Regions from separate parts of the Mus musculus genome. Here all the other regions are linked to region 4. The links are chromatin contacts, called in public HiChIP or PLAC-seq and promoter capture Hi-C maps. All regions are on one chromosome and are shown on one strand. Each heading gives the region's core, a stretch centred on a gene start, on an enhancer-like site or on the middle of the called end of the contact. The rest is flanking DNA. Distances are from core to core; before and after follow the strand shown.

The links. Promoter capture Hi-C pulls out the DNA fragments that hold promoters and counts their contacts. HiChIP or PLAC-seq counts read pairs in DNA pulled down with a chosen protein or histone mark.
Region 1: an H3K4me3 HiChIP or PLAC-seq map of craniofacial prominence shows a contact between it and region 4, with 6 times the contacts expected there. The contact joins the enhancer-like site here to the promoter of Ptpru in region 4. A contact is called at or near these places in 11 of 39 promoter capture datasets (the 3T3-L1 cell line, the HPC-7 cell line, cranial neural crest and 6 more), 1 of 15 datasets of contacts at CTCF or cohesin (pro-B cells), 2 of 484 Hi-C or Micro-C datasets (nephron progenitors and rod photoreceptor), 10 of 115 datasets of contacts at active chromatin or transcription factors (craniofacial prominence, embryonic basal ganglia, embryonic forebrain and 6 more) and 1 of 9 other capture datasets (embryonic stem cells).
Region 2: an H3K4me3 HiChIP or PLAC-seq map of forebrain shows a contact between it and region 4, with 8 times the contacts expected there. The contact joins the enhancer-like site here to the promoter of Ptpru in region 4. A contact is called at or near these places in 9 of 39 promoter capture datasets (the C10 cell line, embryonic stem cells, hippocampal neurons and 4 more), 1 of 15 datasets of contacts at CTCF or cohesin (embryonic stem cells), 4 of 484 Hi-C or Micro-C datasets (cortical neurons and embryonic stem cells), 13 of 115 datasets of contacts at active chromatin or transcription factors (SST interneurons, astrocytes, craniofacial prominence and 10 more) and 1 of 9 other capture datasets (embryonic stem cells).
Region 3: an H3K27ac HiChIP or PLAC-seq map of embryonic stem cells shows a contact between it and region 4, with 6 times the contacts expected there. The contact joins the enhancer-like site here to the promoter of Ptpru in region 4. A contact is called at or near these places in 10 of 39 promoter capture datasets (the 3T3-L1 cell line, cranial neural crest, embryonic stem cells and 3 more), 1 of 15 datasets of contacts at CTCF or cohesin (embryonic stem cells), 9 of 484 Hi-C or Micro-C datasets (CD8 T cells, Sertoli cells, cerebellum and 5 more) and 17 of 115 datasets of contacts at active chromatin or transcription factors (SST interneurons, bone marrow-derived macrophages, craniofacial prominence and 10 more).
Region 5: an H3K4me3 HiChIP or PLAC-seq map of embryonic forebrain shows a contact between it and region 4, with 11 times the contacts expected there. The contact joins the enhancer-like site here to the promoter of Ptpru in region 4. A contact is called at or near these places in 12 of 39 promoter capture datasets (the HPC-7 cell line, embryonic stem cells, frontonasal cranial neural crest and 5 more) and 13 of 115 datasets of contacts at active chromatin or transcription factors (bone marrow-derived macrophages, craniofacial prominence, embryonic basal ganglia and 6 more).
Region 6: a contact with region 4 is called in an H3K4me3 HiChIP or PLAC-seq map of embryonic forebrain, with 11 times the contacts expected there. The contact joins the enhancer-like site here to the promoter of Ptpru in region 4. A contact is called at or near these places in 16 of 39 promoter capture datasets (the 3T3-L1 cell line, the C10 cell line, the HPC-7 cell line and 8 more), 2 of 15 datasets of contacts at CTCF or cohesin (large pre-B cells and pro-B cells), 35 of 484 Hi-C or Micro-C datasets (B cells, CD4 T cells, CD8 T cells and 20 more), 16 of 115 datasets of contacts at active chromatin or transcription factors (astrocytes, bone marrow-derived macrophages, embryonic basal ganglia and 10 more) and 3 of 9 other capture datasets (adipose tissue, embryonic stem cells and liver).
Region 7: a promoter capture Hi-C map of hippocampal neurons shows a contact between it and region 4, with 6 times the contacts expected there. The contact joins the enhancer-like site here to the promoter of Ptpru in region 4. A contact is called at or near these places in 9 of 39 promoter capture datasets (the 3T3-L1 cell line, the HPC-7 cell line, cranial neural crest and 5 more), 1 of 15 datasets of contacts at CTCF or cohesin (embryonic stem cells), 1 of 484 Hi-C or Micro-C datasets (myocytes), 15 of 115 datasets of contacts at active chromatin or transcription factors (SST interneurons, bone marrow-derived macrophages, craniofacial prominence and 9 more) and 2 of 9 other capture datasets (embryonic stem cells and pancreatic islet).

The regions. Positions count from the first base shown.
Region 1 is chr4:131,176,370-131,180,154 of GRCm38.p6, forward strand. No RefSeq gene overlaps it. Among named protein-coding and RNA genes, the nearest start is that of Gm42318, 22 kb to the left of the region's middle. Within about 2 kb of position 1,647, at least 8 of the 459 cell types and tissues checked have an H3K27ac peak or open chromatin away from gene starts, as enhancers often do. A contact at or near this core is called in craniofacial prominence and second pharyngeal arch cranial neural crest, where this site is marked.
Region 2 is chr4:131,046,076-131,049,755 of GRCm38.p6, forward strand. No RefSeq gene overlaps it. Among named protein-coding and RNA genes, the nearest start is that of Gm42317, 17 kb to the right of the region's middle. Within about 2 kb of position 1,391, at least 7 of the 459 cell types and tissues checked have an H3K27ac peak or open chromatin away from gene starts, as enhancers often do. A contact at or near this core is called in cortical neurons and forebrain, where this site is marked.
Region 3 is chr4:131,123,811-131,127,797 of GRCm38.p6, forward strand. No RefSeq gene overlaps it. Among named protein-coding and RNA genes, the nearest start is that of Gm42318, 31 kb to the right of the region's middle. Within about 2 kb of position 2,346, at least 5 of the 459 cell types and tissues checked have an H3K27ac peak or open chromatin away from gene starts, as enhancers often do. A contact at or near this core is called in SST interneurons and embryonic stem cells, where this site is marked.
Region 4 is chr4:131,836,346-131,839,984 of GRCm38.p6, forward strand. It overlaps Ptpru (protein tyrosine phosphatase, receptor type, U), which reads right to left and starts at 1,933. Exons shown (of 31, transcript NM_001083119.2): 1 at 1,739-1,933. The coding sequence starts at 1,811.
Region 5 is chr4:131,205,267-131,208,882 of GRCm38.p6, forward strand. No RefSeq gene overlaps it. Among named protein-coding and RNA genes, the nearest start is that of Gm25261, 32 kb to the right of the region's middle. Within about 2 kb of position 1,690, at least 17 of the 459 cell types and tissues checked have an H3K27ac peak or open chromatin away from gene starts, as enhancers often do. A contact at or near this core is called in embryonic forebrain and neural stem cells, where this site is marked.
Region 6 is chr4:131,158,361-131,162,051 of GRCm38.p6, forward strand. Gm42318 (a long non-coding RNA gene) reads left to right here. Exons shown (of 3, transcript XR_881448.1): 2 at 644-726. Among named protein-coding and RNA genes, the nearest start is that of Gm42318, 3.9 kb to the left of the region's middle. Within about 2 kb of position 1,986, at least 19 of the 459 cell types and tissues checked have an H3K27ac peak or open chromatin away from gene starts, as enhancers often do.
Region 7 is chr4:131,302,006-131,305,545 of GRCm38.p6, forward strand. No RefSeq gene overlaps it. Among named protein-coding and RNA genes, the nearest start is that of Gm25261, 64 kb to the left of the region's middle. Within about 2 kb of position 2,121, at least 22 of the 459 cell types and tissues checked have an H3K27ac peak or open chromatin away from gene starts, as enhancers often do. A contact at or near this core is called in forebrain, hippocampal neurons and neural stem cells, where this site is marked.

The sequences.
Region 1 (3,785 bases), core at 397-2,896, 660 kb before region 4:
CAGGTCCACTTTGGTATGCTATGTATGGACCTCAGCTGTTTGTCCCAGGTCTGAGTCCCAGCATTTGCCCCAGGCTCTTTTGTCCATGGTGGATCTCCCCCTTCTCCCAGGCAAAATGTCACCTTTCAGGGAAGCTCAGACACACCCCTTCTCCTCTCCTCTCCTCCCCTCCCCTTTCTTTTCTTTTCTTTTCTTTTCTTTTCTTTTCTTTTCTTTTCTTTTCTCTTCCTCTTCATCCTCCTCTTCCTTCCCTTTTTCTTCCTTTTGCCTTCTGTGATTACTGGCTGCCTGGTTTCTGTTTCTGGTCCTGGAGAATCCTAATCTGGAAATAAGGAGGAGCTAATGAGCTGTATACCCGTCTTTCTCCCTGCCCCTGCTCAGGGCAAAAGGAGATGTCCCATGACCCACTGGTTGGCTGATTCTGGCTAACTGGGAGTTCAGCAAGAGCCACCACTTTTTTCTTCTGGTTTGCCTTGAAACCCCCAAGGACACCCTGGTCACACCAGGGACCGAGGCACTCAGAGAGGCCTGGCACCTGGTGCTCATTAGTAGGACTCCAAGGCATAGGCTGTACAGCAAGCTAAGAATGCCCCAGGACTCTGGGAGCCAAACCTAGAGTTTGGAGAGGCCCAGTGTGGGACTGTCAAGCAGTCCAGGGGATGTGCAAAGAGACAAATGAAATAGCCTCCTATTTGTTGAATTCCCTTGGTGAGACCGGTGAGTCTCTGAATGTGACCAGTTATTACTGTATATTGTCTCTGCTGTTATCTTTGCTCTGTATTTTGTCTTGTGTCTGCTCTGTCTTTGAGTGCTCTGACTTAGGACAATAGAAGGGAAAGTGTTGTCTGTATTGTGTGTGGCTGGTTCTCTATTTTCTGATGTGCCTGTAAGTTTTGTTATAATCATGGGGGCTCAGAGTGATTTATGTCAGGTTCAGTTGCGTGTATGATGGCCACTGCACGTTTTGTTTCTAACTGGTCTTCCTTGAATGTGTGAGCTTCCTATCTATGTTCTGTGTTTCTTGGTTATCTATTGGCGGTGTCTGTTGCCAACAGTGATGGCTCGGGGCTCAGAATTTTTCTCTGAGATTGCTGGGCTTTGATGGAATGTAACAGAGAATTCAAATGCCATTTGTGTGTGGGCAATATTAAAGTTATTTAATGCTGTTATACTTCATTAAAAAGCTGCCTCTGGAATCGGCTTCTTCAGACCCAGGCATGCTTTTGAAATCTTGATGTCCAAGATCAGGGGAGCCTCCTGACACTGTAACAGGGAGGAGGGAGCAAAGCAGAGCAGATAAGGAGGAGATTATTGGTTTCATTTCATTGCCTTGGACTATTAATGGCCTTTCTGATCCTCAAGATTTATAAGTTTCTTGGGTATGGTTGAAAATCCGTGGGAAAAAAAGTTAACTTAAAACTTGTAACACACATTGCCAAGATATTTTAGATTAGAATGAATTTTTATATGATGATTCCTGTCATGAAGGCAAAGCTTATGAAAAAGAAGATTGGCAACAATGCTCGTTTAATAAGGTATTAAAGCTGTACTTCCATGTGCTCATGTACAAGAATGCACCTCGTGCTGGCAGCCAAACTTTATGATGTAGGAGCTGCCAGGTGGTATTGATTTTAAAGGCAGGAAGGAGTCAGGGAGAAGAGCTGACACTTGGAACTTTGGGGCAGGCAGGGAGTTCCTTAAGCGAGGCCAGATGCAATGGAGAGCCCACAAGTTTTGGAAATGTCGCTGCCATGTGTTAGTCACCAGAAACACCAGCTGTAATGAAACAGGCTGGCTGGGACCTAGACTGCAGGCTCTATAGGCTGCCGGGGATCAGGGCACAGAGGGGATCCAAGCCCCATGGGAAAGCTCAGAGGATTGTGAATGAATTCCAGAGACCAAACGTTGGATTGTTTGTACTGTTGGAGCTTGGTTGCGTCTCGTGCAGATTGTGGTTGTAGCCTGCATCTTCCCTCTGGAAATTAAAAAGGTACTTTATTTTTGATACTGTAGGAGCACGCAGTTGAGGCATTCTAAACTTCTTTGAGAGGAAATTTTAGAGTTCTATAGGAAATTTAAATTAAAAAAACTGGATACTTTTTAAAAATAGCTTTTAAAAATATTTAAATTTATAAGATGTTTTATTAAAGTGTCTATATTAATATGTGATCTTGATATAAAATAGGTAGATAAAAGGCTAAAAATTAGGGCTATAGCTGTGAGCACTAAACACTAAACACCAGAGACTGAGGTATTCCTCTTAGGAGGCAGCAAGGTAGAGACCTAAACAGTGTGGGAAGGGGTTTCTTCTCACCTAAGGTCTATTTGGACTAACCGACTGGTTTAAGAATATATGTCTAGGGGGCTGGAGAGATGGCTCAGTGGTTAAGAGCACTGACTGCTCTTCCAAAGATCCTGAGTTCAAATCCCAGCAACCACATGGTGGCTCACAACCATCCATGATGAGATCTGGCGCCCTCTTCTGGAGTGTCTGAAGACAGCTACAGTGTACTTAAAGCATACAATAAATAAATAAATCTAAAAAAAAAAAAAAGAATATATGTCTAGCCGCTTTGTTTTTGCTAGCTATCTTTGGTAAAGAGAGCCATACAGGAAACCGCTGTGTTCTATGATGGTCCACTGTGTAAGGACCAGGAAGTTGCCGCCCAGTCTCTTTGTGAGCTATATTTATGAGTTAAAAAATCTTATCTCGATACTAAAAAGCTTCAATTCAGGAATTGTTATTATTATTAAACTGCTAAGAGATAAATAAGCAGCCAGGCCTGGTATCACACGCCTTTAATCCCAGCACTCGGGAGGCAGAGGCAGGCATATTTCTGAGTTTGAGGCCAGCCTGGTCTACAAAGTGAGTTCCAGGACAGCCAGAGCTACACAGAGAAACCCTGTCTCGAAAAAACCAAACCAAACAAACAAACAAAAAAGATAAATAAGCTTTGGTATGCACAGAACTATGCTTCTCGTCATGCTAAATACTAATGTAATTAATTATAGAAAAGGGCTTTGTTTCACTTTCTATGTATGCTTTCAAGGTGTAGCCTAAAGCAAGTAGCTAAAAACAAGCAAGGGTTATTTCACTCCTATACCTATTTAATAGAAAAAGGTTCCCAAATCTTCAGAGATTTGCCGAATATGCCATTTAAGATGTTTAAGCTTGCTGTGACAGAGACTCCCAGATCCTAGCAGTGACCCCCAAGGTCTCAAAGAAGATAATGGACACAGGAACAAACGACTCCACCTAGATTGTGGTAACCCTAACTACTGGGCAAAACTGCCCCAGTGTCTCACCTGCTGCCAGGGCCTGACCTGAACTATGGACAAGCAGGACACTGGACAGTTGATTTCTCCACTTTGCCTTGACAAAGTAAGGTCAGTCCCTCCCATGATCCTCCTCCGTAGGAAAGCCTCTCTTCTTCTAGGCCTGGATAGCTGAGGGCTGATGCCATCCTGTTACCTCTACCACCAATTCAACGGAGCCCACAGGAGCCTGGGTAAAGGACTATGGTCCAGTCACTGTCATTTTAGTTGACGCAGAGGCCATTTGAATTATACTTCGGGCAATAATTTATCCTTCTCAGGTCTCTGATAACATTGGTGACCAGGCTAACTGTAGCCTGTCAGTTATGCATCAGCAGGCAACCAGTTCCTTCCCCCAAGGCTACAACCATCTGTTAGTTCATTAATCAGTTCGTTAGTTAGTTAAAGCTACTTGGTCTCTTATTTTTAAAAGGCATGCAGGTTTGCTCGAAGGCTTCATAGGAAAGAAT
Region 2 (3,680 bases), core at 141-2,640, 790 kb before region 4:
AGAAACTAAATTACCACCAATGAAGGTCGTTGGGAGAACAGATATTCCTGGGGCCCAGCGCACAGTAGGCATCCAATGAGCTGAGCTGTACACAGGCTTCTCAAAGTCTCCTAGTCAGTGTCCCTACTAGGAACTGGAGAGGGGGTGGGGACCGTGCCCTGCTCTGAGGCTCAGGTGTGGCACTCCACAGAGAGCCTCAGGTCTCAGCTGTACCCGGAAGCCTGAGAGGATGGCAGCTGCCACGACAATTTGCAAGCCAAATGAAGCAGCTACCCATTCCCACAGCCACCTCAGGCATCGTGGGCTGGCCTCCTTGCTGGTCCACAGCCTCCATGCCCTGACATCCAGCCGTTTTTCCTCCCTATGACTTGTTATTCGTGAACCTCCTTTCAGAGAAGGGGACACATTTCCTTTGTCATCTTACCAGCAAAGCCTAGGTTAGTCACACCAGGCAGTGTGACACTCCTGCGGTCAGCCGGCAGAGAGGTGTGTGAGACCCTGACTTTTGCTTTCTGATTACAGTGGTTTTGTGTGCTGGCTAGGCTGACATTTTCTCTCCTGGAGAGATGAGGCACTTTAGAAACTGCTGATTTAATTCGAAACCCCATCACCTGCTGGGTAGCACAGGTGGAGAGCATTGGACCCCGTTTGCTGTCGGGGAATGGAATTCTAGGTGGAGGGAGCAGCAGGGTCGTTGGGGAAACTGAAAGAGAGGACACACCTGACCAAGGTCACATGGTGAGCTGGGGTCACAGAGCTCAGGACCTGACTTTGCAGTTCTTGCTGATGCTGGCCTGCTTTTAGACACTGGGGTCCCAGCGTTTGGTCAGAATCCTACAGTGAGAGCAGCTCAGAGAAGGGAGGGGGACGGTGTGGGTTTGCACACAGGACAGGGACAGTGGCCTTTGTTGACAGGCCTGAAGGGGGCCTGAGACAAAGGTCTTAGTCTCAGCTGAAACCTGAAGTCTCCACACCCAGAGATGACATTGTCGAAGGCACTTGAAGAAAATCAGACCCATGTCATCTGTCTGCAAGACGCTGCCAACTGTTAACGCCTCCCGAAGGAGGTGCCATCTGATCCCACTTAGGGAAATGCCACGTTCAGGCATTTAAAAGTCAGTGTGATTCAGGGACAAACTTTCACAGCGTTGATGGGCTCCCCTTAAGTCTGAGCATGGAGCTCGGGGGGGGGGGGGCGTGAACACTCATCTGCGAGGTTCCTGTGACATGGGACGCCAAACATGAGAAATCACCATCTCCCATGAAGCTTCTATTCTGGTGGTGGCGACACGGATGGGTGGTAATTCCAGAGGGTGATGGAAGGGAGGAAGGTGAGTGGCATCTAGCTGGGGGTGTGCCCAAAGGAGTGGGCAGGGGTGTGAACAGCTCAGAGGCAGTGAGTGGTGTTTTTCAGCATCTAGCAACAGAAAGGCAATGTATGTCCCTGCTCTCTGGCATGTTGAAAGAGTGTGTGCTGGCAACTCCACTGGCTAGAGTCATCTGAGAGGGAAGGAACCACAATTGAGAAAATGCCTTCACAAGATTGGGCTTCAGGCAAGCCTGGAGGGCATTTTTTTGATAGTTGATGTGAGTGTGGCAGGCCCATCCCTGGGCTGGTGGTCCTGGGTTCTATAAGCAGGCTAAGCAAGTCGTGAGAACAAGCCGGTAAGCATCACACCGCAGACCTCTACATCAGCTCCTGCCTCTCCTGTCTGTTTAGGTTTCTCTCTTGACTTTCTGTGAGGGGGATTATTATAAAGTGTAAGCCTGATAAATCCTTTTCTCCCCAGCTTACTTTTTGGTCATGGTGTTTCACCACATCAGTAGTAACTTGATCAGCATGGAGGAGGAATGTAAAGATAGTATAGTATAGACAGAAGGCATCCTGGGAAGGATGCAGCAGTGGGAAGCTGAACAAAGCTGAGAGCCTTGTCCAGGACAAGCCCTGGAGTCTTAGCCCCTACTTCTTTAAAAAACATATTTGTTTGTTTTATGTGCTTGGGTGTTTTGTCTGCAGATTCCCCAGAGCTGGAGTTCCTCACAGATGGCTGTGAGCCACCAGGTAGGTGCTGGGACTCGAACCCCAGTCCTCTGGAAAAGCAGCTGGTGCTCTTAAGTGCTGAGCCATCTCTCCAGCTCCTCCGAGTCTTAGAGCTGATAGTTCATAGCATTTTCCTTTTTTAATAATCTAACTTGGATTAATTGCACAAAATAATGTTTCCTTGAGATGTCGATGTATGTACATCATACCCTGTGGTCACATCACTCTCCTGCATCACCCTGTCTTGTCCTTTTGGGCCGTTCCCTTCCCTTCCCAATAGCCTCCCTTCTGATGCTGTCAGGTTTTTTTGTGTTTTAACTCAGATTCCTCCTAGGGTCTTAACATCTGAGTACTTCTCCTGCTGCATGAGCACGGAGAGTTGCTGAATTCACTCACTCACTCACTCACTCACTCACTCACTCACTCACTCACTCACTCACTCATTCACACATTCATTCACTTATTCATCCATTCACTCATCTACTTATTCACTAATTCATTCATATATTAATTCATTCACTCATTCACTCGCTCATTCATTCATTCACTTATTCAGTTAGGCTTTCATTCACTTGCTAATTAGTTAATTCAAATATCCCTAGTGTACCCACTGTGGGCTGGACCCGATCCTGAGAACCAGGGACATATTTGGGCACCAGATAGAACCTTTAAGGGTGCCATGTTCCTGTCTTACAGAAGAACAACCTGGCATCAGGGAGGTTTAGAGAGAGCCACTCAGTTGCAGCCACCAGGAGGGACGGGGGGGGGGGGGGGGGGGGGGGGAAGGTAGGAGAGAGGGAAGGAGGGAGGAGGAAGGGAGGGAAGATCAAATCACCCTAAAACCAAAACAGTAGTGCTTAGTGCTACTGAGTCTGAGCTGAAAGAGGCTCGCTTAAGCAGAACTGCTTTCATGAATGTAAATTATGGGACTCAGTTGTGTGTGTGTGTGTGTGTGTGTGTGTGTGTGTGTGTGTGTGTAAATGTGGGTGGTTGTGTGCATGGTGCAGGTGTGGAGGTCAGAGAACAACCTTTGGATATCAGTCTGCACCTTTGTACCTCATCTGAGACAGGACCTACTTGCTACAGAGAGCCAGCTAGCAGGACCTGCACCTCTGGCCTTCTCCCTCCCAGCCCCCAACTCCTATAGGCATGCTGGGATCACAGACATTTACAAACCATGTCTGGCTGTTACATCCCCATCCCCTGGGTTCCGGGGATGTGGGCTCAGATCATTAGGTTGATTTGATGAGTGCTTTACGCCGGAGCCAACTGCACAGCCCGACTCGTGAGACTTGGACATGTTCACTCCCTGTCTGCTGGAGTGAAATGCTGTGTGTGTGGTTACGGTGTATGGTGCATGTGGCACATGGCATGGTCTGGTGACCTTCGAGCTGTCCTGATTCCGACTGGCCCACTGTCCCTCTGTGCCTTGCATCCTAGTGGTGGGAGTTATTTCTGACCCAGTACCATACCCTAGAGCCTGACTCAGGATGGGGTGGGAAAGCTGTGTACCACCAGTCACTTTACACACGTATAAAGAACTGGACAACCCTGTCCCTGAACGGCAGAGGCACTGCAGCACAGGACGGTCATGGCACAGCCTTGGCAACCTGGGTTGCTCCGGGCATTGACCCTGACA
Region 3 (3,987 bases), core at 1,096-3,595, 710 kb before region 4:
CATTCATGGAAACGCAGGCATGCACACCTACACATAATTTAAAATAGAAATACATCTTAAAGTCACGTTTTTATAAAGCCATTCAACTCTTCTATGTCCTATTTCTATTTATGCACATTAAATTTATTAAATTCAAGTAAAAGAGTTTTTGTTTTGTTTTGTTTTCAAGACAGGGTTTCTCTGTACAGTCTTGGCTGTCCTGGAACTTGCCCTGTAAATCAGGCTGACCTCCGACTCAAAGAGATCTGCCTGCCTCTAAAGTTTGTTGTTGTTGTTGTTGTTTTAGAAGATGCAGAGTGCCATCCTCTGGAGGCCCAGTTTTGCCTACCCAGCCAGGCCATCGATTGCTCTCTGATTCTTAAGAGCCAGCCTGCCTCTTCCACTCCACTCAACACCCTGTCTATTTCCTGTTAGATGTGAGATTGGCTGCAAATTAAACTTAATGGAACTTGAGTAATTATGTTGACTTTTTAAAGTGCCTACAGATAAATACAACTATTTATCTGCGTATCAGCTTCCCTGGTGTATTTCCCAAGGGCAGATCAGCAAAGGGTCAGGATGATGCTGGAGTGAGAGACTCCATGTAGACACCTCAAGGGAGGGGCCAAGCCAGCTTCCCACAGGGATGGCTTGCCACACATAGAGTCTAAAGAATGCAGATGTCTGTGCCCCTTGACCCTAAGGCCAACTTCCTTCAGAAAATGACCAGAGGTAGAGACGACAGAGGTTTGAGCACAGGGTCATACCATGTATCCACCTGACCATGGGGACTGGTAAAGTGGCTTTGGTATGAGAATATGGTGGGCCACTAAACAGGAAAATTCCATCCAGACAGTCACATTGTTAAAGTGCTTATTAAAAAGATCGGGGAGAAATAAAATATGGATACAAATTGCTAATTTTACCCCTACAGATTTCTATTCCTGGATTATATAATCCATACAGGTGGATTGGAAAAAACAACATCAGGGTCTAAATCTGGGTTGGGCTATGAAAAAAATTTTCGATTTATTTATTTATTTATTTATACTTTATATACTTCTTTCGTGTATGTGCACATGTAAACATGCTGGTGTGTGGAGATCAGAGGTCAATGTCAAATATCTTGTGAGATAAGTTCTCTCACTGAACCTGGAGCTCATTAGTGAGACCAGACTGGATGGCCAGCAAGTTCCAGGGATCTCCCAGTCTCCCCAGAGCTGAGATTCCAGACACTAGCTACCATGTGTGGGTTTTTACATGGGTACTGGGTATTTGAACTCAGGTCTTCATGTTTGTATGGCAAGCACTTTGCCACCCCTGCCTCCTGCCTGGTTCTGACGTCCATTTCTTCCCTTGTAGAACATCTATTACTAGAATATTGTTTCAAATCAGAGATAAGCCTGGAGTGGGTGGGGCTCACATCCTCCCTACAGCCTGTCTTTGGTAGACTGAGCTGGTTGCTATCCACCTTAGAATTTGCCTTAAAATGGTACCTGGTGCCTTGAGACTGCTCTGGCAGACTCTGTGCCCAGACGCCATTAGAAGCCTTCCCTTCCTTTCAGCCTAGAGCTGCTGCCTCTGATGATGGGTTTCTTTAGTGTGTGGACTTCTTGAAGTGTGAGATACTAGAGGTCTGAACCCTGGTCATGTACCCTGGAGCTGCCTGTGGATTGGGGATTATGGTGCCCCGAGGGGAAGAATGGCTGTTGTTGCTTCTCCCAGGGCCACTGTCATGCCAGCGAGTTGAAAGAAGATCAGGATGCTGATCAACTATAAGCCTGGTCCCAGGAAGGTCAGAGGAAATGGAGCAGAGTCCCCTGGGCTCCTTAGCCCCATCCTTCATATAACAGACACCTGGTCCCAGCTACAGGGCTCCCGTTGCCTCCAAAGACAGAACGGTTGGCTTTCAGATAGGCCTGGACTCCATAGTGAAGGCCCAGGGGTTGTATCTGGGTTGCTTATATGTGCAAGGGGCATCTTATATGGGAGGAGCACAGAGCCAGTGTCTAGTGCTGTTGCAAGGCTGGATGCAGCATCTCCCACATACCTATCTGGAAGTCGGATTCACTCACTCAACAGTATTGACTGGGGTGGATACTAGGTTCGTGTTTTTGCAAATGAGTGACCACGAACATCCTTGTCTGAGGCTCCCGGTACTCATGTACAGGAGGCTCTCTGGGGGTATACTCTTGAAGCAGAGCTGCTGCAAGACAGGGGAGGGGGCCTGCTTGGTAGGCTTTACAAGACAATGGTGAATTAGTCTGCAAGAGTGAGCTTCTGTTTCCAGGACACAATGGGGGGAGGCCCTTCCTCCCCACCTCGCCAGCCTCCACCCTGCCCAGTCAGCAGGTGGATTCTTTTCCTGCTGTTCCATTTGCACTTCCCTGATTGCTAATGAGGCTGCGCATATTCGCAGGCGCTGATGAGCCATTCAGGCTTCTTCTTGAAACCCCAATTCAAAGATTCAAGTCCTTCGATTAGGGTCGTTCTAGAATCTTCACATATTCAGAGTGGGCCCATTTACTGCTAACATGCCAAAATATCTGCTTCCACACCCTGGTTTATCTTGCCCGTTTCTCCACGGTGACATCGGGTGAACTGAATCTCTTTGTGGGGAGGGACTCAAATCTACCCATCCCTTCTCTCACACATGGCCTTTTTTTTTCGTTCTGTTTTGTTTTGATGAATACCTCCTGTCTCATTGAACTCATCAGAAGAGTTTGTATTTGTCTTCCAAAAGCATAGAAATGGTAGTCTCTGGGGGAGGAGAAAGGCTTGGCGGGAAGATCTGGGCTCACGGAAATGTCTTTTTTAAAAAAATTTACCTTTACTTATGTTAGTGTGTGAGGATGCTCAAGAGTGCACTATACCATGTACTTGGAGGATGTCAGAGGACATTGTACAAGTCTGTTCTTTCCTTTCACCATTTAGGACCTGGGAATCCAACTCAGGTCATCAGGTTTGGCAGCCAGTGCACTTTCCACTGAGCTGTCTTGCCTCCCGTTGTGGAAATGGTCCTAACTATCAACCTGCAGTTCCCTGGGGTCTGCTCTGTGCTGCCGACTCTGCAGGCTCTGCAGCGTAGGTGGTTTGACAGGTAACTGGTTAGAGACACCCCAAAACAGTGTCTGCTGTAGACATGAAGACTGTGTGAGAAAGACGTTTAATGAAGCGATCAGGGTGGACATCTTGAATGCCAGTGCTGCACTCTCTTCCTGAGGTTGCTTTCTGTTTTAGAGCCTGCCAAAGGAATGGTCCACACCCATGGCTTTATCCGGCTTTATCTAGTCTTCACAGTGGTTCCGAGTTTGCCTTCATTTCACAGAGAGGAAGCAGACACTCAGAGATGTCAAGCGAGTCACGCCATCACCACACAGCTAAGAAGAGGACCTGAGTGGTCCATGCCATGCCTCTCTGACTCCAAGCCCCTCCTCCTTCTCACAGCCAGGCTTGGAAAGAGCTGAGGTGGCCCTGGGCTCATCCTACCTACAGCAAGGCAGCAGCTTTTCCCAGTCCTGCCACACAACAGGTGTGGCCATCACATGCATGCACACGTGAACATACATGCATTCATGCATGCACGCATACAGACAGACACACACACACACAGAGAAACACACATACATACACGTGTCTTAGAGCAGAACTGAATGAAGCCTTCTTTAGGGACAGTGAAGGAGAAGCCTCTGTGTGGCCCTGACCCAGATTGCCCTGAGAAAGAGACAGAGAGAGACACAGACACAGACACAGACACAGACACAGACACAGACACAGACACAGACACAGACACAGACACAGACACAGACACAGACACAGACACAGACACAGACACAGAGAGACACAGAAAGAGAGAGACAGAGATAGACACAGAGACAGACACATAAAAAGAGAGACAGAGAGATTTGGAAGGAGCTGGCTGAGGGGAAAGATTGGGACTAGAGCTGGGTGGGGGTGGGGAGATGTCTGACTCTGCTGGCCTTCACTGATGTCACTGTGAGATGAAGC
Region 4 (3,639 bases), core at 683-3,182:
CCCCAAAGCTGCAGGGCAAGACCAGGACAGCTCCCGAGACGCCCCAGCGGGGGCGGGGCGGTGAACGAGATCCCCGGAGGCCAGTTGTCTGGGGCAGGCAGGCGACCTGGAGTCTCTCCCTGGGCCCAAGGCGGCAGCGCGTGTCTCGGCTCTGCTTCCACCCGGGGCGACTCCCAGCTACCTCACGCCGGTGGCGGGAGCCAGGGGAGGAGGAAACCCTGGAAGAGGACCGGCACACGCCCGCCAGAGGGGCCGAGGCCTGAGGTCCAGGCCTCAGGAAAGGACGGTGGACCACGCGCGCGCACACACAGAAGCACACTGACACTCCATTCACAGAGCACACGATGCGATGCGCTCGCGGTCGCACAGACAGTCACTGGACACACACTCAGACATGGGAATGCACACACACACACACACACACACGCACGCACGCACACGCACACACCCTCCATAGGACACCAGGCTCCAAAGCACACTCAAGCACGGGATCTCACCGCAGGCCGAGGGGGAGGCCCATGCACACATTCACACACACACACACACGCACACACGCACACACGCACACACACACAACACACACACGTCCGCACGCGCGTGCCCGACTGGCCGGGAGGCCGCACAAAGTTGCAAAGCAGACGCAGGCAGCGTCCCCGGGGACCGCGGCGTCCCCAACGCCTCTGACGAGCTACGATGGGGACGCTGTCCCGAGGCCTCCAGCCAGGCCCTGCGGGGGCCCCGACGCCGCAGCCCCGCCCGCAACCGGGTGCGCCCCACGGCCCTCCCCATCCCGGGCGCCCCGCGGCCCTGGCGCCTCCTCGGATCAGCCGCCAGCCAGCGCCGCTCGGAACTTGCGAAACAACAAACCGCCCGAAATGTCGGAGTCGGCGGCTACAGCCACGTCTCTCCCCGTTCCTTCCCTCGCCAGCCGCAGGGCCGCCCCAGCCTCCGGGGGACGCCGCCGCGACAACTTGTTCCGGCCGGGTGCGCCACGCACACGCGCGCGCGCGATCACACATACACTCACATATGCACACACACATGCACACACACCCTCGGGTCCCGGCCACACTCGACCACGGCCTAGGAGCACCCCAAGCTCGCAGCGTCCCTAGCCACGAAACCATCGCTCACCGACACACTCACATCCACTCCAGACACGCTCCCCCATACGTATTCCCCGCATCCCTGACATTCACACGGACCCACACAGCATCGTACACCCCAAATACTCCCACAGGGTCACTCGTGGGCACAGAGCTCACACAGGTTCCGACCCGGTTCCCACGACTGCACACACACACACACACACACACACCACACACACTCGGGCCCACACTTGGGCACAATCCACCGAGTCCTCACAGCACAGGCATAAACAAACACGCGGGTTTTCAAACGCACCAGCAACAAACAGTACTCCCGCCTAGGGAATACAAAAAAAAAAGCCAACAAATGCAACACAGGATCAGACGCAACTCTAGCCAAGCCACTGAAACTCAGATACACAACCCACTTGGCAGCGTGGACAAACATGAGCCAGCGCACACCCGGTGCTCCACGCAGGCGACACTCACACCAGCACACTCGCATCCGCGGTACACACTCAACCTCAGTTTGCACACAAACTACAGACACAGCGGCCACAGAAGCTTGGAGCACTCCGACACCAGCGACAAGCCATCCCCGGCCCCCCGGGCACTCGCGGGATAAGCTTGGAGGGACCGCGCGCGCTTACCTGCGGGAGTCTCGGTCTCAGGCGCGCAGAACTGGAAGGTGAGCGCCAGGACCAGAGCCTGAGCCCGGGCCATGGCCGCCGCCTAGGTCCTGGAGACCCGCAGCTGGGGAGGCGACGCCTCCGGAGCCCGACCGGGAGCCCAAGGCGAGCGGGAGCCGTAGTGGAGCAGTGCCGCGCGGAGCGGGACTGGCGCCGAGTCCAGAGCGGGAGCCCGAACGAGCGGGGCGCTGACGTCAGGCCCCCGGGCGCGAGTTCCGCGGTCTCGAGGCGTCCCCTGCTGGTGGTGTCGCGCGCTGCGGCCCGGTTCCCTGGGCCCGCCGGCCTTGGCGTGCCCATCCCCCACTCTCGCACCCCGTCGACAAGATCCATCGGCCGGTGCCGGTGTTCAGGTCGGCACTCTCAACGCATCCGTTGCCCACGGCTGAGACTGTAACCCAGGAACCCTTGGCTCCTCTGTTCCCTCAGTTGCTTAAGTTTTTCCTACCTTGACTACTCTGAACATAAACTCCCAGCTCCCTCCAATGACAGAGCACTCTTCATCTACCTGAAACGTTGTTGGGCCTTTGGAATGTTGCCGTTTACTTTCAGTAATATGAAATTCACTTCTCTCTTACTGACGCTCGTGCCTCTACAGTAGCCTCCGGCTACTCGGAGTAAGTAGATTTGGAACTCTGCCCCGTCCAAGTTTTTGCACAACCACCAGCATAGTTGTCAGTGGCTACTTAAGACCAGGTGCCATGTGTGCCTCTCTCTGGGACTCTGTTCATCTTCACTATTGCCCTAGGGGACACACACCATTCTAATGCCATTACACAGTTGAGAAAGTTGAGATCATAGAGCGTGACTTTTTCAAGATTATGTGTCAGTATGAGGCGACACCAAGATCTGAATCAAGGTTGTCTGGTTCGAAATGTGTAAACAAACGAACAAAAACCGACTCACATCTGGAAACCCATTTGCTTCTCAAATACTGAATAGATATGGGCTTGTTGGTTCAGTGATGACTGTAGACTACCGAGGAGATTAAAAAACAAAGGCTTGATCTCCGGGAGCTAGAGAGACGGCTCAGTGGTTAGGTGCGTGCACGCGGCTCTTGCAAAGGGCTCAGGATGGATCCCCAGCACCCTTGTCCAACCACCTGTAACTGCGCATCAGACCAGCACTTCTGGCCGTGTATATTTATAAAATATAAAATTATATTTTAAATATAATTTAAATATTTTTTAAAATCCCCACCCTCATGAAGCTTACATTCAGGAGGAAGATGCAGGAGAGGGTGGGGGGGGGGGTTGGAACCTACAGTAGGGAAAGTGGATCGCTGCACTTCTAAACAGACTGCCTGCTATGTGATGGACTTGGTATATATCCCCCATGTTTAGAATGTGTGTCCCCCTAGGGAAGCTTTTTCCCCCGGGGCCTGGTATCCCGCATACTCGATGAGTAATGAATGAGCGGGTAACTGATAGATGAGTACTTACAGAGAGGGCCCTTGCTCTCACGAAGACTTCATGCCGCAGATAAATAAATACATATGGAACTTCAGTCTGAGGCATGCGCCCTCAAGGAAATGAAGCTCTTGCAACAAGGAACACTAAAAGATGGGGGGGGGGGGTCGGGTCACGCTTCAGAAAAGACAGTCCAAGACAGACGCCTTTGCCAAGGATGTGACCCCATGCCACGTGATCTTAGACCTGACGTGTGAGGAGCCAGCCTCAAGCACACCAATGGGAAGGAATGCTGCAGCCAGCCAGACCAATGGGAAGGAACGCTGCAGCCAGCCAGACCAATGGGAAGGAACGCTGCAGCCAGCCCGAAGCGCGAGCCTTGGTCTAAGAGGGAGCCCGAATGGAAGGGTGAAGAGGAACGGCAGGTGCAACTGGAAAAGTTGCCAGGGCCTGCAG
Region 5 (3,616 bases), core at 440-2,939, 630 kb before region 4:
CAGACATTATGCAGGAACTCCACCCACCCCCGGGCACAAGAACATCGACTTTATGGTGTGCATCTCCATCCTGCAGAGTGCCAGGGGACAGCTAGCTCAGGCTGAACCCCTCTATTGACAGGCCAGGACTCTGACTCATTGGCCTTGGAGGTTGTTCTCAGCTACTGAGCCTGGATAAAGGGAGGGTACACACCAAGGTGTCTGTCCTCAGGGGCTCAAAGTCTGATGGGAGAGGCAGGTGTGTGGGCAGAGAGAAGTACGACACAGGAATAAGCTCTGTGGTGGGGTGAGGGTGGGTTTACACTTTACATAACTGAAGTGGGTGAAGACTTGAGTCTGACCACCACAGGACTTACCAGACCACAGGACTCTGGCTAGTTCCAGTCCTTAAGACCTTCTGATTTCTCATCTGTGTAATGGGAACATATGGGATGTTGGGGGATGGGTTCACTCATGCAGTCAAGTGTCTGGCCTGGTGCCTGGTACACAGCAGGTGCTGACTAAGCATTTTTAAAAATTTATGGATCTTATTTATGAATCTCTTATTTTTGAATCCAGAGAACAGGTGTTTAGTGAACACCTGCTGTGGGCCTGGCCCTGTTCGGGGGACTGAGAATTTGGTACTGTGGGAAGCCAGGTGCTGTGTGTCCTTGCCTAATCACGGGGTTGAATGGCAATCGTGAACAGAGGCCAGCTCTGAGCAGAGGGTGGGCTTGGCAGGAGCCTGTCTGAGCAGGTGGCAGGCCAGCTGAGAAGGTTCAATAATCGGACACTTACTGTGTTTACAGGAGGAGGAAGGAATTCCTGGCTGTGCAGAGTCCACTTGGAGGAAAAGGCTTGTGCTAAAATAGATGCCCCATGGCAGAACACAGGGACAGGGTGAGCAGTGAAGGGGAGAGAGGGCATGTGTGACAGGGTGTCCCTTGCCCTGAAAGGACTTGTGTATAGGTAGTGGGAGACAGTGGGAGTGGAGACAGGATGTCCCCCTCTTTCCTTGGGCTGCATACAGGGCAGTCAGTAGGGAGAGGGGACCTTGAGTTGTCAGGTATAGAGTTTCCACTTGAACAGGGGGCATCAGGCTTGCAGCCTGCCATGCACCATCTGGAGGGTGCGCTCAGACTCCACAGGGCTCACATCCTGGGAAGACATCAGGTGCGCGGAAGCAGGGAGTCGATGCTGACAGTACCTGCAGGCAGTCCAGGGACCAGAAACCCAGTCCACACTGCCTGCTGTACACACTGCTTTTCTGTGCTCCTATGGGTCCCAGATATGATGTGTGTGCTGGTTTGAATGAGAATGGCCTCCAGTTTATGGAACTGTTTTGGGAGGATTAGGAGGCGTGGCCTTGTTGAAGGAGGCATGCCATTGGGGGTGGACCTTGAGACTTCTAAAGCTCACTTCAGGTCCAATCTCCCTTTCTCTCACCCTGTTGCCAAGTTCCAGGTTAGAGGCAAGCTCTCAGCTACTGCTCCACCGTCAGGCCTGCCTGGCTGCTGCTATGTGCCCCACCAGGATGGCCCTGAACTCCAACAACCGAGCTCCCCAGTTAAATGCTTTCCTTTATGAGCTGCCTTGGTCGTGGTGTCTCTTCACAGCAATGGAAAAGTAACTTAGACCATGTATGAAAGCACAGAGCTGTGGAGAGAGACGCTGTAGTGTCCCACAGATGGATGCCATAAGGTACCGTGAGTACCCTTGGAAACAAAGAGTTATACAGACCCAGCCAGATAGCCAGGGGCGGTGGCTAATGAGCAGAGAGGGAGAGGGTTTTGTTTGTATTGGCAGCAAGCCTGGTGGCAGCCAGTGTTTTACCAAGAATCCTTGAGGGGTTGCCTGGCAGGCTATCAAGGAGCTAGGTTACCAGAGGGGATGCGTGGAAAGGGACAGAGAGAAGGGGATGAGGTGAAGGGAGAGAAGAAGAAAAGAAGAAAAGAAGAAGAGAATGATGGAGGAGGGGGTTAGAAAAGAGGGAGGAAGGAGACTTGACTGGACAGAATGAGGGAGAGATGACAGAGCAGGGGAAGGAGAGAGTAAGAGTCGGGAAGAAGAGAGAGAAGGGAAAGGGAGGAGGGAGAGGGAGGGGAGAGAGAGGAGGGAAGAGGAGCGGGCAAGAGTTAGGTAATGAGGAAGACACAGAAACCATAGCATGAGAGAAAGGAAAGGGCAAAGGTACAGGGTGGGGGTAGGGATGGGGATGGCAGGTGTCTGGAACCCAGCCCAACTGGGCTCTTTGGTGGGTGACACACTCTGTGTCTCTAAAATGAAGTTGATGCAGGCAGGGCTCTCAGCCTCACTCACTAGCAGGCCAAGCAAGAGGCCATTTGAGCCCAGGATCTGTTAGATGGCTCCTAAGACAGGCATAACTTCAATGCCCACTCCTCTGACTCTGACATACTCAGGAAAGCACTCATCCAGCCTGGGGGTCTATGTGGGGTCCAGTACACTGCAGTCCTGCCTTCCACTGGAGCTAGGTAGAGAGTTTGAGGGAATCCACATTTAAAGATGCTGAGTGCTTAACTGATTGGATCCTGGGGTCAAGTCTGCTGTGAACTACATGAGTTTGCTGTGTGACAACCTTTCTGGACCAGACTCCTCCACTGTCACAGGAGGTGGCCAAGATATCTGTTTCACCATCCTGTGGTGTGTGCTGGAAATAGCCCCAAATCATCCCTAGGTGCCCCCCATTTAATTATTAGAACTCAATTCCTGTTACGGTTTTCATTTTTCAGACCAGGACATGCAAGCCCTCAGGGATGCCTAACCTCTTACAGTCACATGGATCATTCACAGAAGGGCTGACTACCCTCCCTTTGCAGCATGAAGCGTGATCACAGTGGGGACTCTGTTCCCTGCCATTCCCTCGTCTCTCAGGGTAACAGGGCACCAAGGAGATGGTGTGACCTGAGTCCCAAAGGTCGAGCTGCCCATTGCGACAGAGACTGATGAGCGGAGTTGGAAAATGAATCTCTAAACATGTTTTCTGTCTCACTATCCTTCCAGCAGACTCGATAGAAAGCCGAGAACAGAGACAGGTGGTCAGTCAGGTGATCAGACACCCACTGTTCCCACCCACTCCCCAGCTTCAGGATGTGAGTGTCTAGGGAATAAGGGTTCTCACAGATGGGGTGAGTGAGAGTGTGTCAAAGTGACGCCGCGTGGGGACTGCAGGCAAGATGGAGCACTGTGACAGGTAGTCTGAGACAAAGTGGGTAGGGGAGCTTCCCACAGCTGTGGACCTTAGAGATGTGGCATCGTGTGTCACTGAGGAGCACTGCCTCAGAGAAGACCTCCCTTCTGTGTGGACCAGTCCCAGCCCCACAAATGCCTCTGTGGATGCTACTCAGTATGAGGATAACCCTTAAGCATGGGCAGCTGATGAAGTGCAGCAGCTATGCTGTATGCCCCTCCTGGGGTCTAGCCTAGTGTGTTCAGGCTGCAGCTTCATCTCATGCCTGCCCTGCCCTTGCGTGTTCTTCATCTCAACTCCGCCAGGCATTTGCGTGCAGCCCCAATTGCGTATGCAGCACTGAACCCTTGGAAAGGCCCCATCTGTCAATATGTCTGCAGTCCCAAAGTGGCTCCTGCTTCAGATCAATGGTGTTTACCAAGCTGGGCA
Region 6 (3,691 bases), core at 736-3,235, 680 kb before region 4:
CTCCCTTCTTGTCCCTGTCCTCCCCTTCCCCTCCCCCTGCCCCCCACACCCCCTTTCCATGCCCCTCCCCCCCACAGTTTCCCACTTGTCAGAACTCAATCTTACATCTCAGCTCAGCACTTTACAGACTGTAGGCTGGCCTTTCACCTTCACGCTGAATGATGCTATTACCAGCATCTTGGTAACTGAATCCAACTGCCTTGCTCTGCTCACAGGATGTTTGCGAACTGCAAAGATCTATGCAACAGAGCCTCCTCTGTGGATTCAGAGCCCAGTACTCAGACAAACGGTTGTGGCATGAGCAAAGGCATCATTTGGCCCATCTGTGCTCGGCACATCATTACTAATTCCTGACTTGGGGTACGCTGGGCAGCATGAACAGGGGAGCAAAGACATATCTAAGACATAAGTGCTCCCTGATAACCACTAATCGGCATTGGCTGTCCAGCCTGGCCACGCGCTCAAGTATGTCAAACCGGGTCTTGGCTCTTTCTAGTCCTGCCTTACTATCCTGGTCTGTGTTGGCTTTTAGTCCTTAGCTTGTTGCCTCATGGTTGCAAGATGGCTGCTGCCTTTCCAGGCATCACATCTAAGTTGAGAAGGAAACTGTGGACAAAACTGAAAAAGAATTTTTTTTTCCCAGAAGGCCTTCCACCACCAGAAGATTTCTTCTCATGCCCTTTGGCTGTGTAGGTCGTGGACCCATCCCTAAGTCCCTCTTACCAGGTAGGTGTCTGCTGTTGCTGTGAGTGGAGTGAGGGAGGGGCAGCCGTGTTTGTGATCCCAAGAATGTGGATATGGGCTGAGAGCCAAGTCTAGGTCCTGAGATTTGCACTCTGAATGTCTGCCCCACCCACCAGCTGGGACGTGGCTGTCCCTTATAGGATTATGATGACATCTAACATGAAACTGGGAAGGGGATCTTGTGTCCTTGTGCAGGTCTTAGTGCATGAGCTGTTTACACTACTAGCGCAGCCATTGTGTGCATCTGTGAAATGGGTCCATGGCTTCCACTCTGCCCAGCCCTAAGCAACATGGAAGGATTAGGAGTTCAGAAATAAGTGCGGCTCCTTCTCTCAGGAGCCCTGGCTGCGTGTGCCTACCATCTCCTACTTCTAGGGGGCAAAGAGATCCTTTCACCTCTGCTTTACAGATGGGAAACTGGGGCTCAGAAGTCTAGAAGGATAGGTATGTTCAGAGTCCAGAACTCTCCCTCTGCAGGGCCCTGGCTGGAGCTGCTCGGGTAGGAGAGCAGGGAGCCATTCCTTATCCCAGGACTGTCATGTAGGTCCAAGCTGGTGGCTGGGATGGCTTCTCTCTGCCTAGTTCTCCGTCTCTCCCAGAACTCCGGGGCTCAGGACTTGCCTGTGTTGTGGGGAGACTCTCCCCTATCCCACCGGTCCTTCCTCTCCCCAGTCAGTGAATGAACACAAGTCGGTGACATCAGATTCTTGGCAGCTTCTGCTCTTTGGGGAAATAATGCATAATGTATACATTTGACAGACAATAAACATATGCTAATGAGAATAATCTGCTGATATTTACAGACACATTGCCGTATGCAGAACCTGCTTCCCATAGCCACACACCCCCACACTCAGCAGGCACTGTGAGCCTGGCACTCAGTGCGCTGGCCAGCCCTGCTGGGGCCCTGGTGCACCTGTGTTGCCCTGCCTAGCCTGCAGGTGTGCCCTGTATTGTCCGTAGAAGTGGAGGGGGGAGGGAAGTTACAAGAGACCCTACAGTCATCTTTTAGATAGAGAAACTGAGATTGATTGAGTCATCTAACCAATCACTCACGGATAGTCCCTGGGTGCCAGGCTCTGTCCTGAACACCCCCCCCCCCCAGGAGGCTGAGGGATGTGGTAGGGTGGGTAAAAGAAGTAAGGCACCAGCAAGCCAGCCTGTTACTGACAGTGCGGGTGCCTAGCACCGGGACCTCCAGCAGCTAAGGGATGGGGGAGGGGCTTTCTAAGCTGATCTTTGCCTGCCAATCCTCCAGAGCTTCACATCCTGTGAGCAGAGGACTCTCAGGCACAAAGAACACTGGGACACAGCTAGAGCTCTCCTCTTCCATACAGGGTCCAGCTACCAGGAGACCTGTGTGTGCGTGTGCGTGTGTGTGTGTGTGTGTGTGTAGTCTCCTCTTGCTGTTCCCAGAGTGTCTGGTTATCCCTTGTGCCCCTTAATCCTACACACACACACACACACACACACACACACACCCTCACTCATCTCTCCTACTCCCTACCCCTAGCAACTTCTTTTGTCCTGAAGTGCTATGTGTTATTTTGCTACACATGAAGAGCCCCAGACCAGACAAGGAAACACATCTACTCAGAAAAGGAATATTTTTTTAAAAATGCTTTTTCCAAACATGATGTGTCTCTGACAGGTTCAGAGAGGTCTCATCAAATAAAAGGTACTAGGCTTCCATAAACCTGGGTGGAAATGAGACCCTTGGCTTGTGCACATGTATGACAGGTGACAATTAGCTGCCGGCTGCACTGTCAGCTGGATGCAGACATGTCACTAAGAAGTCACGAAGATGCTCGTGTGGGAGTGGGTCTTGTCAGATGGCCTTGGCTCCACTGAGAACAGAGGCTCCGGGTGGCATTCTGTCCTCTGCTCTCTGCTGGGACGTGGCAGGCTTCACAGATGACATCGGGATGTCAGAGCCCTGGGCTCTCCGTGCCCCACTGCCTCCGGGCAGTTCACAGAAGGCCCCTCACTCCAGAAACCCACCATCTTCCCCATGCTCCCAGCCCCATGTGAGCCAGGGCTCGGTACCAACCCCAACTCTAGAGAACATGGGTATCCTGTTGTCCTAGCCCCAACTCTGTCCTGGTCCCACAGAGCCATGCCCGCCCACACCATGTTTCTCAGAGTAGGAAGTTAAGGCTCAAAAAGGGGCCACAGGACTGGTAAAGGACCAGAGAAAGCTCTGAACTATGACCTGCCTGGCTCAGCACCAAAGTTCCCCTGCCCAGTCCCCTCCTGCAGGGAGTTCACCTGTGTTTTAGCTCTTCTCATGAGGTCTTTGCAGGTTAAAAAAAGTTGGCTATAAAGGCTCTTACAATAGCTCCTGGCACTCAGTAAGTCCTTAGCTATTCTGTTTATTAATTATAACCAATATTAATGATAGCGTTAATGCTATTAAGCAAACGTAGTCCCTTCAGCCCAGAGCCTGTAGCTCTTCCTACATTAATCATGTCTACAAATCCTGAGCAGGACGGATGAAATGAAAACCTGCCTCAGGCAAATGTGGAGCTGCAAAAACAGAGAAACTCTGTGCAGAGTCCAAGGAGACAGACCCGCTACTGAGGAATGGCAGCCGGCTGTCTACAGGGACGTAGGGGGCAGAGAGCCAGGGAGCTATGTGTTCTGTTCCAAATGAAGTCAGGAGAGGAACACGGTAGAGCCAACTGAATCACCATACTGAGTTGTTTAAGGAAGAAATTTGCGTTCCAGTGAAGATGTGTTTGGAAGCTTGCATGAGTTAGTTTTCCAGTACTGTAATGAAACACGTGAGGTAGACAACCTAAAGGAGAAAGGTCATGTGGACTCAATTTCAGAAGTTTCAGCCTGTGATTGAGTGGCCTTGTTGCCTTTGGGCTTTTTGGGGGGGAGGTGTTCTTGAGGGGATGGAGTTTGTGGCAGAGGAGACAGCTGAGGAGAAAGACAGGGGAGG
Region 7 (3,540 bases), core at 871-3,370, 530 kb before region 4:
AGGAAAGGGGAGATAGAAATCCCTGAGTCTAAGCTTTGTATTTTGTTTCCTCCTTGTCAAAGACGGTAATTATTTGTAATCATTCTTTAAAATAACAAAACATCTATAACTCATAAAATGACCAAAACCATCCACCCCAACTTAAGGATGACAGTCTTCTTATAATTGATTCCTGCTGAATTGGGGCAAAGAATTCCTTTCGGGGGCCCAAAAGGAAATTAGAAAAATGGTTACATCAAAAAAGAAGCTAGCTGGCATCAATTGTTGTCCAGTTTCTACGTGCTGAGAAAGTTCAGGGCTCAGCCAAAGTCCTGTCTATAATAGTCTTAAAGGCTGGATGAGAGACCTAGCTGTTCTGAAAATGTCCCAGAAGCAAGAATTTAGAGGAAACAGCTTCGATGCCGTTGAGGCAGGATGGATCAGGGAGCTGGAGCAGCTGGTCCCAGCATCTCAGGATCTCAGTATCCTCGAGGATGAATCCTGTCAGGGTTGCCCTCTTGGTCTTTCATTCTGCAATATACAAACCTTACAGCAGTACATAGTTCTATAAAGACATTTGTATGGAATGTGCAGGATGTATAGATTAATTAAGAATGATTTCCTGTTCTCTGTTTGAGCAGGTGAAAGACAACTGTTTTTTTTTTTAGAGGTTAGTTTGATTATATAATAATTACATAGTTTGATTATATAACTGCAGTATAAATCTCCATTCATGCCACCTGAAAGGAAGGTATGTAATAAGTCATGAGAATTTTGTAGCCATATCTTCATTGTCTCTTACCACAAGTATTTCTCTATCTGGTGGGCAGGAACTGTGGACTGTAGCTTGATGCTCAGAGTTGCTGGCCCCACCTACCCCAGGGTAGGTATATAACCAGCCTCAGCCAATCACAGTCTTCCCTGAGAGCTGCTGTGTGGGACCACAGGATAAGGACCACATAGCCTGGGATTGTTCCACACAGTGAGGGGGACCTACTCTGGGGCAGAGGCAGAGTTGTGTTGGGGAGACAGGGGACAAGTCCAGGACGTGCTGGGAGGTAGGAGGGTCATGTGATACTGTAGTTGCAGCCTGGATCTATAGACTGAGATCAGAGAGGTCCTGGATATCCCACAGTGCTGTCTGCATGACCTTCTGGGCCTTTGGGGGGGGGCGAGATCCTTACTGACAAGATAAAATGTAAAATCTGAGGCAGCAAATCAGAGAATCTTGTATGGTGTGGTAGTTTGCTTGGTACAGGGAGTGGCACTTTTAGGAGGTATGGCCTTGCTGGAGTAGGTGTGGCCTTGTTGGAGGAAGTGGGTCAATGTGTGTGTGTGTGGGGGGGGGGGGGTGAGACCCTCCTCCTAACTGCCTGGAAGACATTCTTCTCCTTTTTGCCTTTGGATCAAGATGTAGAACTTTTGGTACCTTCTCCAGTGTCATGTCTGCCTGGATGCTGTCAGGTTCCCCTTGATGATAATGTCTTGAACCTCTGAACCTGTAAGCCAGTTCCAATTAAGTGTTGTCCTTTATAAGAGCTGCCTTGGTCATACTGTCTGTTAACAGCAATGGAAACCCTAACAAAGACAGCTGGCATGAGCTCCTCCAGTAAACTTATCTAGCTGGACCTTGCACTATGCAGGGTGCTAAGGACTCAGGACAGAACAGCTATGCTCTCTGTGCTCATAGATGGTACCTTCTAGAATCACATAGCTTTAAGTTGAAGGGCCTGGGAAGGGTCTTTTGTTCCAGAGAATAGAGAGCAGGCTGAAGGAGGGCTGGCTGGAAGTCAATGAGAGTGAACTGGGAAGGTCACTCTGAGTTGGGGAAACAGGAAAGACAATTTCCCTCACCAAGCTGTCACCCTGGCCGCTGGAGGTGGTCTCCTTACTGCCCTTGCTGTGACAGATCTGTACCCTCAAAATGACTCTCAGGTGGCTATTTATGAGACAGAGAGAGTGGGTGACCCCTACCAGGGCCTGCCTGAGTTCTTTGAGAGGAGGCCAGCGTAGCACAGAAGAGTCTGACCACCTCTAATCCCCACCCCTGCTGGGAAAGCCCAGCTACCACTCAAGACTACCAGATTCAGGGCACAGAAGGGGCCTCCTGGCAGCAGAATCTCAGATGACACCCTGTTCAGTGGCCAAGCCCAGCCTTTGGCACCCAGCCATGCCCCTCCTTGGAAGAGGCCCTGGGACAGCCCTGATGACTGGGGTCACCTCTTTCCAAGCCATTCTTTCTTTAAACTCCAGAGAGCAGGTTCCATTTTTAAGCCCCAGTGACGCCATCGCTTCAATAAGATAAAAGTTATGTGGCTTTTAATGTTTAGCATTCTTAGTTATGGGTGTGAAGTATTATTTTTATAAAACAAAAAGTAAATGGGCTCCTTCAGCCAAGACGATTTCAGGAACTTAAATTGTGTTCCGCGCCTGACTTATGTGGCTGCAGATTTGATTATGCAAAGTGGCTCGCGCATATGGCGTTAAAAGCAACAGGACAGAGAGACTGGTAATGAGAAGTAGTGGCCCCTTGAACCCTTCTGTGCCAAGTCCTTCTCCTCAGAGGTGATCAATTGTGCTTTGGGCGACTGTCGCTCCTGTCTTTTCCCCCATCGCTTTCCTCATAAACACTAAATCATGTTTGCTCTGCTACCTCCTAGCTGCCCACCATGATGAGTGAGCCCGTGACTTGTTTCTGCCAGCCGGCTCCCTTCCTGCCAATGTTATTGTATTTTTAGTTCTTCCTTTGGTTACCTTGGAAACGTGAAGGGATGGACTCAGACATTTATTCCTGTGGAAGTTAACGCTCTAACTTTGAAGGCAGAGGGAGTTAACATTGACACCGACAATATGGAAGGGTGTGTGCTTTGTTTCTGGAGGGCTGAGGCCCTGACCACTTGGGTTCATCTCTTCTCTTTTCTTTCTTCTGGGATGACCTCATCCTCAGGCAGGTTTTCTGTGCTCTGTGTCACAGAATAAGATATGTGTCGGATTTGGGCTCTGTTCCTTGCAATGAGTGGTTTTGTCCAATATAAACCATCCCCAAGGGCTAGGTCACATTCCCACAGGGACACATGTTGATAACTGAGATACAGGGAGCGTTCACTGTGGCCAAGTCCATGTCTGTCCAGTTTCTCAGCAAGAACTGATTGAGATCTTGCTTTGTAACCGAATGGGGGATTCTCTCATGACCCAAGAATAACAGGGGAGACAGTCAAGTTGGTCAGATAAAAACTGTGGCAAGTTAGCAGAGCTTCATCATGGTTGACTTCTGTAATGGAGGGAACTGAGACTCCAGGAAGACTCCATCTAGACAGGGATTTAACCTTGTTACTGTAGGTTAGAAAGGACAGGCTGAGGGCATGATGCTATGCTGAGGTTAAAGGGTCAGAGATGGACTATGGGAAATGGGCAGAGAAAAGAGCCACGCAAAGGTCCCATGGAGAGAAAGACAGTGTCACTCACAGGAGGCTGAAGATTTGGAGATCAGGACAGTGGGAGAGGCGAGTATGTCAGGGTTCACCAGGAGGTGAGTCCCACCCTTGCTGCACACAGCTGTCT